Regions from separate parts of the Pan troglodytes genome. Here region 1 is linked to region 2. The links are chromatin contacts, called in public capture Hi-C maps. All regions are on one chromosome and are shown on one strand. The core of a region is the stretch at or near the end of the contact, and the rest is flanking DNA. Distances in the headings are between cores, read along the strand shown. Region 1 overlaps NAV1 (neuron navigator 1). Region 2 overlaps NAV1 (neuron navigator 1).

Region 1 (7,061 bases), core at 659-3,158, 220 kb before region 2:
GGATTCAATAACATAATATAATATAATACATAAACAATGCGTGTTTGCACAGCGCCTGTCCCACAGTATGTGCTCGGGAAAGAGGGCTCCATTGCAAGGCTCTCTGGGTCTTCAGGCTGCTCACTGACTCCCTCTTCTTTCCCAGGGTGTCTGTTTAGTCTAAAAGTTCAGATGTGCCTCATGCATGCGCAGAAGTTTGGGGGGGGTCCTCTAGGTCAGTGGGCTTGAATGGCAGGTCCTAGGGAGGAAGGTCAGACTGGGAAGGTCAGACTGGGTGGTCCAGGAGCCTGAACCTCTGTGCAAGGTGGGGCCTCCTCAGCTCCCCACTCCTCCCGGCTGCTTCCTGTTAGCAGGACACCCAGGGAGAAGCGTGTTTCCTTCCTGCTCTGGGCAAACCCAGGCCACTCCCCCAGCCCCTAGAACTTCTGTTCAGAACCACCAGCAGCCCTGAGGACAGTACAGAGCTGACCAAAGTCTCATCCAGGTGTGAAAAGCCACCCCCCTCCAGAGGTGCTCAGGCCCATGAAGGTCTGGGCTGATCTTGGGCTGGATCCTGTGGCAGCTTCACTCCAGTGCAAGTCAGCCTGGCCACCTCCTGGTAGGCAACCAGCAGCTGCAGCAGTTCACGGCTATAGCATGAACTCCCCTGATGCCAGGGCAGCCCAGAGCTAGCTTCGATTTATGAATGATTTTAATGTCCAAAATTAACATCATCTTCAGCTCCTGAAACAAATGACTCCAGGGATGTCAAAGCACACTGGTTTACCCAGCACCAGGGACACTGGAAAGGTGTCATGGACCCTGAGGCTGATCCTTGCATCCTTCATCTCTTCACTTTAGAGGTTCTCAAAGCCATCTTTCTGCCATCCTTCCCAGCTGACATCATATAAGATACTCCAGGTTGTCAAGGGTATGTCTGCCTTTAAAAAATGATCTAGGGAAGGTACAGTGATTCTGGGAGTGCCCATCTCTCTGCATCACTTTGCTGGGGCTGCACACAGAGAGGGGCCCTGTGATCATGGGACTGCAGGAGCTCAGGATGAAGCAGTTAGTAACCCCCTCATGAGGAAGCCCCTCGCAGTATCCGCTGGTCCAGTTCTCTCCCTTTGCTCACCTGGACACCTTCTTCTAAGGCCACAGAGGAGTGGGAAGAACAAAGGCTATGGAAGCAGACACCCAGCTCTTAGGCTTCTGACTAGTGTGTGATCGTTGACAAGTCAATTTACTTCTCAGTTGCTGTTTTACTTGTGAAATAATGAGAAAGACAACACCTGCCCTGTCCAGCTCCTGGGGTTATTGTGAGGATCAAATGAGATGACGGATGTGGAAATATTTTAACTGTAAAATACCATTTTCATTTTATTTATTATGATTGAGAAGAGGCACTATAGCCATCCGGGGTGAGCGCTTCTCTGGCCTCTTGTGTGCCCTGATTAGGCTGACCTGAAAAACACCAAACAAAAAAATCGGAGCAGGTGGAAGGAAGCAGGCTCTCTCCCCACCTGGTTGGAGCCCATGGCCCACATGTAGGCTGTGCCCAGGGCTGCTCTTCCTTACCTTCTAGGGCAGACTCAGCAGACCCAAAGATCAAGCAACTGCCAGGGTCAGGCCCCTCCTTACAGCCGTCAGGAGAATGCTTGGCAAGACAGCCCTGAATTCTGTTCCTCTCTAGTTCCAGGGGCATCTGGTCACCACCCCCAACCCTTGCGTCTTGCCCTGCAGGCCCAGCCAATGAGAAGTACAGGTCTGCAGATGGGAAAGGGCTCTCCAGCCAGCCAGCAAGCAGGCCTGCCCTGGGAGTACCTGTCCTTATGCGAGAATAGAGGATAATAGGTCCTCAGGGCTGGGTGTGGTGAAACAACCAGAGAGGCCAGGGAGATGCTTGCCTGGTGTCCCACCAGTGAGGAAAAAAAAGCTTTTTCTCCCTGTTACAGCCTGGCCTATACTGGAGGGTCTTCCTGAGCTGGCTGAGGGCTACGACCAGGGCCAGGGCCAGGGTATGGGGGAAGCCCAGCAGGCACTCTCCCTTTTCTGCTCAGAAGAGGCACCAAGCACATTGAGTCTTCCTCACTTGGGATCTATTCTCTCAATGGAGGAGGCCTGTTTCCAGAAGCCCAGGTCTAGGAAGAAGGCTGCCTCCGCACATTCTCCATCTCTGGAACCTCAGGCCTGACAACATGGCCTATTTTCTACCATTAGCCCTGCAGCTGCCTCTGCTCTGCCGCTGACCCTGGTCGCTCATTGCTAAGGCAACAAAGCTATCTCATTTCCTGAGCTTCATCGAATCTCAGCACCCATTTCCGCTGTGTCCGCATCCACCCCTGCCAGGGTCGAGGTGTCCTGTGATTGCTTTTGTCCCTGCCAAGGGCTGTATCAGCCCCACCAGGTCTGGTGGCCATTGATTTTGAAAGAGCAGAGTAGTCAGCATCCACTGTGAGCTGTGTGGACTCGCAGGCCCTGGCTCCTGGATCTCTGGGCTAGCCTGTGGGACTAAGCACAATTGCCATCATGGTGTGATGAAGGAGAAGTCAGACTGACCTCTCTGAGTCTCATTTTCATCAGAAAGGGGAGGTAGTGTTGGGAGTTGCTGTGAGAATGACATGAGATAATGGATGTGATCATGTGTGCAGGGTTCCTAGAACAGTGCGTGACACATAATTGGTGCCCAGTGAATAAATGACAGCTCCCTTTCCTACACAGTCATGGCTTAATATGCCTGCAGGCCAGGGTAGAAGATATATAGTGAGCACCTTCCATGTTTGTTCCAGGTACTGCCAGGCTCCAGGCACTGGGGAATGCAGTCCCTGCTGTCAGGGAGTTTGTCACACAGCTGGGAAACCAGTCCCCCACCATGATGAGATCACAGACAAAGGGGACCACAGAGTGAGCACTCTGGGGCTGTCCCTAGGTCTCTGGCTATGGGTGCCCAGCAGAACTGCAAGGGCCCTTTCAATTATCCACAGTCAAGAACTGGAAGCCTGGCTAGGCGTTCTGTTTTGCCTAGAATTGCTTATTATGAACTTTTTTTCTTTTGCAGCAAATTTCCCTTCCTAATTTGGTTCTGTTTATCCCATTATTAAAGTGGGATTACATAGGAATTTAACTGAAGTAAATGATCATCAGTGTGTACAAAGATCTAGCTGCAAGAATGTTCTTGGCAAAATTGTTTATCATAGGGGAAGGGCACAAACAATTTGAGTGGGTAACAGTACCACATATGTTAATGATACTCTGGTATAACATCTATTAATAGCGGAAAGGGGAATACCTAATGTGCCTAATGCACCCATAAGGAATTATTAACAGTTCACTCACTCAATCATTCACTCATCTGATCGCTCATTCCACTCACAGTCACTGAGCACCTTCCAGACAAAAGGCCCTATATGAGAGACTGTTTTACTCAGGTTCCTCAGAGATGAGGATGTGATCACAGATTAAGGGAGAAGTTATGGGATTCATCATGGGATAGCGAGGAAACTGGGCAGCGGGGTTTTTGGTCCTCCAGGCTGAGGCATGTGACAAGCATGGTGGGCTTCTGCAGGGGCCACAGCATCTCCAGGCTACAGAACCCTGGATCCTAAGCTGGCTTCCATAGTTCCCTGAGAGCAGCATTGTGTGGTAGGCCAAGTTCAAGATTTGGAGTCAGGAGACTTGGATTCTAATTTCTTTTCTTTCTTTCTTTCTTTCTTTCTTTTTTTTTTTTTTTTTTTTGAGACAGAGTCTTGCTCTGTCACCCAGGCTGGAGTGCAGTGGTGCAATCTTGGCTCACTGCAACCTCCACCTTCCAGGTTCAAGCAATTCTTCTGCCTCAGCCTCCCGAGTAGCTGGGACTACAGGCACGCACCACCATGCCCGGCTAATTTTTGTATTTTTAGGAGAGATGGGGGTTTCACCATATTGGCCAGGCTGGTCTCGAACTCCTGACCTCATGATCCACCCGCCTCAGCCTCCCAAAGTGCTGTGATTACAGGCGTGAGCCACCGTGCCTGGCCAGATTCTAATTTCTTTTAGCCTTTATCACCATCAATGAAATGGGGATAGTAATGCCTGTCTTACACCTTACCAGCAAGTCATCACAAGACTCAAAGGAGGCAGCTAAGTGGCCCGCTCTAAACCGTGCAGGTGTTGACAACAGAGATTAATCCTCATTGCTCAAGTAGATGCCCTGGGGTAGGGGGTGGTTTCCAGCTGTGCTCTTCTTGGGAATTACTTTTCTTTCTGTCACCATAGCCATCTCCTCCCATGCTGTCCAACCCTGCTCCTTCCTACTCCATCTTGCCCCTGCCCATCTCACCTTCTAGAAGCCTGAGCCCAGCAGCCCAAGGTCAGCTCCATCTGAAACTAGTGTCATCACTGGGAAGGTTGCATGGAAGAGCCCTCCTTCAAAAGTAAATAATCAAACTTTGTTTAAAGGCCTGACAATGTTCATTTGTGTTGATCAAGCTCAGACTGAATTATGCATAGGCACATGGCCTGTGCCTGAGGAATTTACCATGTAGGCCAGACACCCTGACTGATTCAAAGGATGTACAGACAGCAGGACATCAAGTCGAGGCAGGCCACAGGGAGCTGACCCTGGAGTGCTGATTTCACAGAACGTGGCTGCTAAGTCCAGATAATGTTTCATCTCCTGATATGTGTGTGTGTGTATGCGTGTGTGTGTGTGTGCACACCTGTACCGTATTCACACTTTTTCAAGGGGAAAGAAGAAAGGAAGGAAGGAAGGAAGGGAGGGGAATAAAAACAAGTCTTTTTGAAGTGGAGCCATGTGACCCCAGGTAAACCCTCAGGGAGCCCCTGCCCTGCCCTGCCACTGCACCAGTTCTTCCTGACAGAGAGCTTTGTCCCCTCCCCTACATGTCTGTCACACACCCCCTCCCTGCCTCCTGTTTTGCAGCCAGGACCCTCCATCATGATAGAGGGAGGCCCAAATTGTCTTCTGCTCCCGGCCTGCCTGCTGTACCTATCTCCCAGGGATCTTGTGATGATTAAGAGAGCTAATACATGAAAAATATATAGAATGGTGCCAGGTACCTAGTAAACACTCAACAAATATTATCTATTACTAATTGGTTTGGGGTCATGGACCCTTTTTGGGAATCTGATGAAAGCTGTGGGCATTGTGTCCAAAAAATGCACATTACATTCAGCTCAGCGGGTGCCTGGACCCCAAGTTAAGAATGCCTAGTCCCAACCTGGGCAACATAGAAAGGTCCCATCTCTAAAACAATTTTAAAAATTAGCCAGGCACAGTGGCACGTGCCTGTAGTCCCAGCTACTTGGGAGGTTGAGGTGGGAGGATCGCTTGAGCCCATGAGTTTGAGGCTACAGTGAGCTATGATAGTGGCAGCACTGCACTCTAGCCTGGACATCGGAGTGCAGCCCTGTCTCTAAGAAAAAAAAAAAAAAGAACGAGTCTAAATAAACTGTAGAGTTCTATTTATAAGCATTTACTGAGCACTCTTCATTGTAGAGGACTGGGCTGGGTACAAGGGAGAAAACAAGAGGTGACCTCAGCCTCAGGCGACTCACCATGTAGTAAGGGAGAAAAGTAATACACAACTTTCTATAATCTAAAGTAGGAAGTGTTAAATCCCCACAGAGAGAGTCAGGTAAAATGCTGGGGAATGTTAACGAGAGAGACATTCATTCTCTGGAGAGATCCAAGATTGCTCCGTGGAGCAGGTGGCATGAGAATTGGACTTTACAGGATGATGGGTTTGGGTCGAGTGGTTGTTAGCTGTGGGAAAGCACCAGGCAGAAGGAGCAGCATGAACCCAGCACTCTGAGTCAGGATGGGCAACCCAGAGCCTGTGGTGGTCAGTCCCACCTTGGACCTCAGGTTTCCTGTGAGCAAGCAAAGGAACTGAGCCCTGCTCAACGTCACAAAAAAAGAGCTTGTTTGATATCCCAGTAGCTTACTGAGCAAGTGGGAAGGCTGCAGAACCAGGCTTGGGAAACCTGCAGCTTCCAAGGAAAGCTGGTAGCCAGAACCACAGCCCAAGTCATGGCACAAGAAGCCTGCTCAGATCAATTCTGTTGCCACTGCCAGAAACTAGCTGGAGCCACCATTGCGCCTGCTACCACCACCGTCACCAGCGTTGGGAGCCCTGACCCTCCCTGCCTCTGTTTATCCTCTGCACAGACAGATTCAGTGTCTCAGGTGGAAGGAAGCAGAGCTGCAGGGCTTGTTGCCCCCCCCACACACATTGCTCAGCCTCTGCTCAGACTGGGGTGCTCATGGCACTTGGCTAGGGAGACATGGAAGACAGACAGTGCCAGAGGCCCCACACTCTCTAGCATGGGGAGAGGAAAGCTGCAAAGTGCCCAGGCCATTGTCTAATCCTTGCCTGGAAAAGCCAAAGACTTTCCAGCATCTGACACAAAGGGCCCATCTTCAACCTCAGTGGTGCTTTCTCCTTTGAAGTCCTGATGCAGAGTGGAATGGCTGAAATTGACTTAACTTTTCTTTGTTCTGATGTGTTTCTAACCCCTGGGACTCTCAGTGCTTCCCTTTTCATGGGAATTAGTTTGGGAAGCAGCTGGGGAGAGGACCAGAGACAGAGACCTAGAGAGAGAGAGATGTGTCTTCTTCAGGGTTCCTGGTGGACCCCCCAACCTGGTCCTTACTATCTTTCTACCCTTCTTGCCCTTCTTTCTCCTTGATCCTTTGTCTCTTAGTCTACTGGCCTATGAACTGCTGAGCTATAGGATCTAGTCCTGTGCATGAGGGAATTTATAGCATGTCCAGTTCAACTCAGCCAGTATTTATTGACATCTATCTTTGGGAACACCTAAATTCACTGGAGTTGGCAGATCTTGTATTGAATTCTGTTGCAGTATTCAGAACTGCGTATCTACATCAGGGAGGCGTGTCCAATGGGATGATGAAGGTGTTTGCCCTTAGGCTGCCCCCCATCTGTTGGAGGAAATGTTCAGGGGCCCCTTAAATTGGAAGGAAAATCCAAATCCAAACAAGGACAAATACCTAATGTCAAAAATGAACATGAGTCCTGGAGGAGCACGGAGTGGTGACGTAACAACATCTGAGGCCAATT
Region 2 (6,901 bases), core at 1,744-4,243:
CTTTCCTGACTGGGAAGATAAGATGGTGACTATCCATGAAAGTCTCCTTTCCCTTCTCTGAAACCCCGTGCCCCTCAGAGCAGGCTAAGCAAGGGACTGCCATACCCAGGCTGCCAGAGAATGTAGGCTGAAAGAGGAGGCTAGCTTGACTCAAGACCTTGCTTTGGGCTGTTTTGATACCAGCTGGGTTCCCTATTCTGTTCTTTCTGTTTGCTCCAGATGCCCTCCAGAATCACAATCCAAACTCCTGCCTTAGGGAGTCTTCCAAAAACCCCTTGTCCCTGGAACCCACTGTTAACTCTTTGTGTTCTCCTTCTCTTTCAGTTCACGGCTCAGTGCTGTCCCTGGCCTCCAGTGCCTCCTCCACCTACTCCTCAGTAAGAGCATTAACTTCTCTTCCCCTCTCATCCCCTCTCCTCTACCATCCCATGCTCCCTAGAACCTCCTTGGAGTTGGGTAACTGGGCGGGGGATGGGGGCACTGCTGGCTCTTCACTGTACCCATTGGGGTGGGAATGGGGGAGGCACCTAGAGCTTGTAGCACTCACTTGGTGCCTCAGGTCCTCAGTGGTCTTTCTGGCCCCACCACCAGCTCCTGAGCAACTCTGGTGATTTTTGTTCCCCTCCTTTGAAAAATGGAGAATCCCCATGTTAGCAAGCCCTTTCTGTGCCATGGTAGATGGGAAGCATTTATGAAGGTGAGATGAATAGATTTCTAGGACCCGGACTCCAGAACCCTAGAAGTGACCAAGTGTTTATTGTGGGGCACCAGCCACAGCATTTGGCTATTAGGCATTTCTTGATTCGTAGATTTGTTTTGCTCCTAATTCTTTACTCCAAGTTGCTGGCAATAACCGTTAGTTCTCAAACCAACCAGTCTCATTTCCTAGCCTTTTTGGCAATGACAAAGTTTGCTGGAGATGAGCTCCAAATAAATCTTTTATTGAAACCCTAGTATAGATCTGAGCCGAGTCCTGTGAGGAGCCAGGGCCAGGAAACAAGAGTTTCAGCCTCTCTGCACCTCTGAGTCATGCTGCTTCACATTTCCTACCCTGCCACTGGGACCTGACTTCTTCACCTCCATAGTAACTACTTCCTTTCTCTCTCTTTCTCTCCTTCTGTGCTCCCTTCTTCAGGCTGAGGAGAGGATGCAATCTGAGGTAGGGTGGAAAGCCTTTGTCTCTGCTTGTTAACATCACTGCACCTCATTTTCCTTCCAAATCTTATACAGCTTCTGCAGCCAGTAGTTTGTATTTCTCTTCCTTTTACAGCAAATCCGGAAGCTTCGTAGGGAACTGGAATCATCCCAGGAAAAAGTGGCCACCTTGACATCTCAGCTTTCTGCCAATGTGAGTGCCATGAAGTACGGAAAGATCAAGGCAGTTATTTTGACTATAGTTAGACAAGTTCAGCCAAGGGAGGAAAACTACCTGGTAAGGTATCCCCTGGACTGAGACTTCAAGGGCATGGGTCTTCTTCACAGCTCTATGATAGAAGACTAGGGGATTGTTCTTCCCCTTCTCTGAGCCTCAACTTTTATGAAGAACCATTTTGCTTCTACTCTAATTAACAGGTATGGATGAGTTCATGTCTGATGGGCTGAGCTCCCTAGAGAAAGAGAAGAAGATTGATTACCAGTGGTTCTGCATGGAGGCAGAAACAACCTTGCCATTGGCCATGGACAAAAGCAGTTATGGATTATAATTATAGGGCTCTTAGAGCCTTTCCACTGCCCTGGGGGGGTGTTCATGTCTTTGTTCATGCCACGTAACTGTGTAGGCACATAATTGGTCATTAGAATTCTGTCTAGTGACCACGACACTACTGAGAAACCTAACTCCCATTCTGGTCTGACTCCTTCATTCCCAACTGCCTTTTCTGAGCAGTCTCCTTGGGCAGATGGTAGAAACAATCTGAAATTCAGGTTGAGAGCTAGAATTCTTTGTTTCTACTCTCAGTACCTCCATTTAGAACGAGTCTATTTCTTTAGACCTTAGTTTTTCTACCCTGTGACATGGGGAGAAATGAAGCCACCTCCTCTAACCAGGCTGTGGTACTTTCTCCCCTGTGACTGAGTTGCAAACAGAGAACATAAGAGCCATTTTCCCCCAAAGCTGTAAACAACAGCTGAGCCGGATCTGCAGGAGCTTTCCAAGTGTTTGCACAAAAGTAACCATGTCTGCAATTTCCGCAGTAGTTTCTGGTTTTCTCTCTGCCCTTCCTCTCTGGGGAACCCAGCTGTCAGGCCTGGGGTCTATCCGTCGGAATTAGGTAGAAGAATCTCCACCAAGATTCTGAATGTTTCCAACACATTTCAGCAGCAGTTCCCTCACCACACTAGTTATTCTCTCGATTCTCTTTTCCCAAACCCTCAATTCATAAGTTGTACCAGTTTGTCTGAAGCTCATGTTAAGCACTTTTTCCCACTCTTGGGGGACCCATAAGAATTGTAACATAAACAAGAACCATCTTTTCTCTCCCTTGTGCCACACCCACCAAAGCAAATGGCCTGGGTCACGTCCTGCACACCCCAGGAAATTCACGTCTGGGAGATGCTGGGGGGGAGAGGCGCCAGGGAGGCAGAGAACATTATTATGTCTGATTCATTTACACTGCAATCTGTCAGCCACCATGCTGTCAAGGCTGGGCTGAAGCCAAGAAATTGAATTTAGAGGGTGATTTTTCTTAGAACAGGAAGTTCCATTTGGCTAAGAGAGAACAAACTAAACACCCAGACACGGTGGGTTCTGCATCTTAAAGGCAGATTTTTGCCGAGGGTCAGAACCCTGCCCTCAAGCAGGAGATGGGATGCTGGGACTCTAGGAAGGTTCCACAGCTCTCTTCAGGATTCTGTGACTCCAAACCAAACTTTTGTCATGTTCCATGGAACTTCCTAGCTACTAAAGCTGAGGGCACACCCTAGATGGAGGGGCCCAGACCACTTTACCCCTCTCAAATGCTAGCCTTTCTGCAGCACCACTGCTTAGCCCTGAGGTCTTACAGGTACCCTAGTCTGGGGTTGGGATTAAGGGAAGGGTCAATGTAGGGAGAGGAAGTGTAGGGGAGAGCGGGGAGAAAGCCCAGCCAGAGCAAAAGGGTTCCCCTGGATGGGGAAAGGCAGCACAGAAGAGCATACAGGGGTTCTTGGGGCCTCTCATGAGTAGTCTTCCAGGGACTACAAGGAGTCTACAAGCAGACATGCAGGATGTAGAGAAGCAAACCAGAGAAGACCTGAGGTCAAGAAGACAGATGTTGCCTGCACAGTGGGTGAAAGGAAACTGCTCAGGTTGTGACATATTATAATCTCCTCAGAGCCCAGGCCTTGACAGATTTATAGTAAAAGTGCAAGAGGAGGCTCTAACTGGACTAAAGGGATTGCCTCCAGCCCTGGTCCTATGAAGTAGGCTCCAGACATGCGGAGCAGTGGATGAAAACTAGAGTTGACCCAACAGGGAGGGAGAATTGTAAGCCAGTAGGAGCCATGAGAGTGCCGTCGATTTCCTAGAGCTCTGCATGAAGTTGCTGCACAGAGTATGCCCACTTCTTGCTAGGGTCACCAACTTGCTCAGATAGTCTCACGATGGCTATTTCTCCATCCCCAAGTGCTCCCCTTTCTAGCCCCCGGCCTCATTCCCTTTACCTTGCCTATACATCTTGCAGCCAGTTGGCCAGCTAGAGGTCAAACTATGCCAAACCAAGTGGCCTTAGCTCCTCCACTCAGCACCTTTCCGAACTAGCCTGCCTCTTATCCAGGGAGCCCTTTGGTATCCTTCACTCCTCATGAAACAGACCTGACACCTAGTGGCCAAACGGTGGAATGCCTCTGCAGTTTCCTTCCAGCCTTGCAAACCTGGAGAATCCGGGAACAAGGAGCAGCTGCAAAGCAAGAAAGGGTGAAGCAGTGGAGTAGCAGAGGAGGAAGAAACGCACCAAATAGTTTCTGCCAGGAGATTATTTGGTCCCTTGGGGGCCGGCCCACTCCACAATGCAGGAGTTAAACCAAAATAATAGGAACGACCCCAGAGGCTATGGCCCGCCTACCAAGTTGGCCACACCAAATATCACATAGAGCAGAGGGATAGTCCTACCTCTGGTAGTTGATGGGTTTTAGATCTCAAGTCTCCAGGAGCCTCTGAAAACCTGCCCTACCCCTCAACCTGGCTTCATTATTCAAGAAGCTGGTTCCCACCAGAAAATTTCTTTGATTTCCCCTTTGTCTGCTCAGGAAAATCAATATTTTTTTAACCACCAAGAGGTTTGCTGGCATTGGTCAGCTCCGAGATACAGGAAATCAGTTAAAACTATTTCCCATTGTCAGTTATTGCCTTTCCCCCAGCCTTATGCAACTTAGCAATCTCTTTCTGTGTTTGTTTCAGGCTAATCTGGTGGCTGCTTTTGAGCAGAGCCTGGTGAATATGACATCCCGCCTGCGACACCTGGCAGAGACGGCCGAGGAGAAGGTGAGAGGCCTGGGAAAGGGTGGGAGGGGTGGGTGCGGCGAGGGGGTTCTCCTGGACAGACAGGCCGAAGCTGACCATCTGTTCTTGCTCATGAATGCCAGTTTCTCCCCACCTCACTGTCACCCTGGATTCTCAATCTGCCCCCCAATACAGTGTGAGCATATTCCTTATCCCAATTCCCTGCCCTTCTCTATCAAGTTTTGCAGAATTCCAATGCCTCGCCCATTGCCTGACACATCATAAGGGCTCAGGGCTCCTGCTAATCCCAACTAATGACGCTGTTTTCTTTTTTTGAGATGGAGTTTCGTTCTTGTCACCCAGGCTGGAGTGCACTGGCGCGATCTTGGCTAACTGCAAACTCTGCCTCCCAGGTTCAAGCGATTCTCCTGCTTCAGCCTCCCAAGTAGCTGGGATTACAGGTGCCCGCCACCACGCCCAGCTAATTTTTGTATTTTTAATGGAGACCAGGTGGCCAGGCTGGTCTTGAACTCCTGACCTCAGGTGATCCGCCCACCTCGGCCTCCCAAAGTGCTGGGATTATAGGTGTGAGCCACCGTGCCCAGCCAACGCTATTTTCATTTCTCTCTTAGGACACTGAGCTGCTGGATTTGCGAGAAACCATAGACTTTCTGAAGAAAAAGAACTCTGAGGCCCAGGCAGTCATTCAGGGAGCCCTTAATGCCTCAGAAACCACACCCAAAGGTAGGACATCCAGCCACAGATTGAGAGGGAACAGGGAGCAGGAAAGTAAGAGTATTACAGATTTTTATCTGGGCCCATAGTATTCCAAGTCCTATATCAAGTCTCTAGAAGGTGAGGGCCTTTAGATACCCTTTAGTGTGCTGTCTGGACTGGTCAGTGAGGAGTACCAGGGGCATGACCCCAGCTTCCTAGGGCATGAAGGCAAGTAGAGGAGACCTGTAAGCCCCAGGGGTCCTCTCCTTAACCTTTACCTCACGGCTAAAGAGCCATCAAAGACCATCGTTAAAATAGCCCTTTACATTTTTATGCAAATGTGTTGTGTGTCCACACACACACACACAATCTTATTTGATCCTCACTTTAGTTCTCCAACTACTCTTCCAATGAAACAACCAAAGCTCACATAGGTTATATGGTGCTGAAATGGCAAGTTAGCCTGGACGTTTAGTAACCAGTCAAGCTTTGCTACAGAAGTCAAGATGGATGGGAGTCTGATGCCACAAAATCTGTGATCTCTAACTCCAATCAGGTCTTCAAGATACCTTGGCAGCCCTCTTACTTGTCCACAGTCAGTTTTCTTTTTTATTCTACTACCAGTGATTCCCAGCTTTCATTGCTTTTTTCAAGCTCCTCATTCCACCACTGATTTGCCTTACTCTGAACATAGCTTTGGCGCCCCCCTTAGTTAAGAAAATGAACATTTTCAAGAGAGAACTCCATTGACTTTTCCCCACTCCATGCGTTTATATTCATCCAATACTTATTTATTTGTCTCCATTTTGTTGGAAGGATTCATCCCTTCTGGCCAAGAGTGACCGCTTATCTAATGTTTTGGGATGCCCTCTTTAGCAACCATACAACCCCCCTTTACCCAACACATGCCCTTTTCTACCTCTCTAATCTCTTATGCTCTATTCATTCCTTCCCTGCTTATAAACCTGCCAAAGGCTCTTGTATGTTAAAGGGGAAAGATGTATCAATCTATGTTCTAACTATAATCTTATTTCTTTGCTTCCTCCAGTCGATCCTACCTTTCCACCTCCCTTTCACACCTAACCCCACTATAATTATGCTTCTGTCACCATCATTCTACCAAAAACACTTTCACTGAAGTCACCAGTGACTCCCATTTTTCCAAAATCCAACTTACAATTTTTAGTACTTATTTTCCTTTTTTTTTTTTTTTGAGTCGGAGTCTCACTCTGTTGCCCAGGCTGGAGTGCAGTGGCGCGATCTCAGCTTACCACAGCCTCCGCCTCCCAGGTTCAAGCAATTCTCCTGCCTCAGCCTCCCAAGTAGCTGGGACTACAGGCGCATGCCACCATGCCTGGCTAATTTTTGTATTTTTAGTAGAGATGGGGTTTCACCATGTTAGCAAAGTGTTTTCAAGACTCATCCATGTTGTGTCATGTATCCACACTTCATTCCTTTTTGTGGCTGAATAATATTCCATTGTGTGGATATACCACAGTTTGTTTAGCTATTCATCAGTTGATAGGTAGGCATTGAGTTGTTTTCACTTTTTGCCTATTATGAATAATGCTGCCATAAACATTCATGTACAAGTTTGTGTGTGGACATATGTTTTTTGTTCTCTGGGGTATATACCTAGAAGTGGAATTGCTGGGTCATATGGTAACTCTATGTTTGACTTTTTGAGGAATTGGCAAGCTGTTTTCCAGAGCAGCTACACCATTTTACATTCCTATCAGCAGCATATGAGGGTGCCGATATCTCCAC

The links. Capture Hi-C pulls out chosen DNA fragments and counts their contacts.
Region 1: a contact with region 2 is called in a capture Hi-C map of stem cell-derived neural stem cells, with 5 times the contacts expected there. The contact joins two enhancer-like sites. A contact is called at or near these places in 4 of 7 Hi-C or Micro-C datasets (induced pluripotent stem cells, a lymphoblastoid cell line, lymphocytes and 1 more) and 1 of 1 other capture datasets (stem cell-derived neural stem cells).

The regions. Positions count from the first base shown.
Region 1 is chr1:47,521,603-47,528,663 of NHGRI_mPanTro3-v2.0_pri, reverse strand. The region is part of intron 1 of NAV1 (neuron navigator 1); the gene reads left to right. Among named protein-coding and RNA genes, the nearest start is that of NAV1, 51 kb to the left of the region's middle. Within about 2 kb of position 1,908, at least 6 of the 24 cell types and tissues checked have an H3K27ac peak or open chromatin away from gene starts, as enhancers often do. A contact at or near this core is called in stem cell-derived neural stem cells, where this site is marked.
Region 2 is chr1:47,301,328-47,308,228 of NHGRI_mPanTro3-v2.0_pri, reverse strand. NAV1 (neuron navigator 1) reads left to right here. Exons shown (of 33, transcript XM_063793802.1): 15 at 325-377; 16 at 1,136-1,159; 17 at 1,271-1,348; 18 at 4,376-4,459; 19 at 5,050-5,161. Among named protein-coding and RNA genes, the nearest start is that of IPO9, 36 kb to the right of the region's middle. Within about 2 kb of position 2,993, at least 9 of the 24 cell types and tissues checked have an H3K27ac peak or open chromatin away from gene starts, as enhancers often do. A contact at or near this core is called in stem cell-derived neural stem cells, where this site is marked.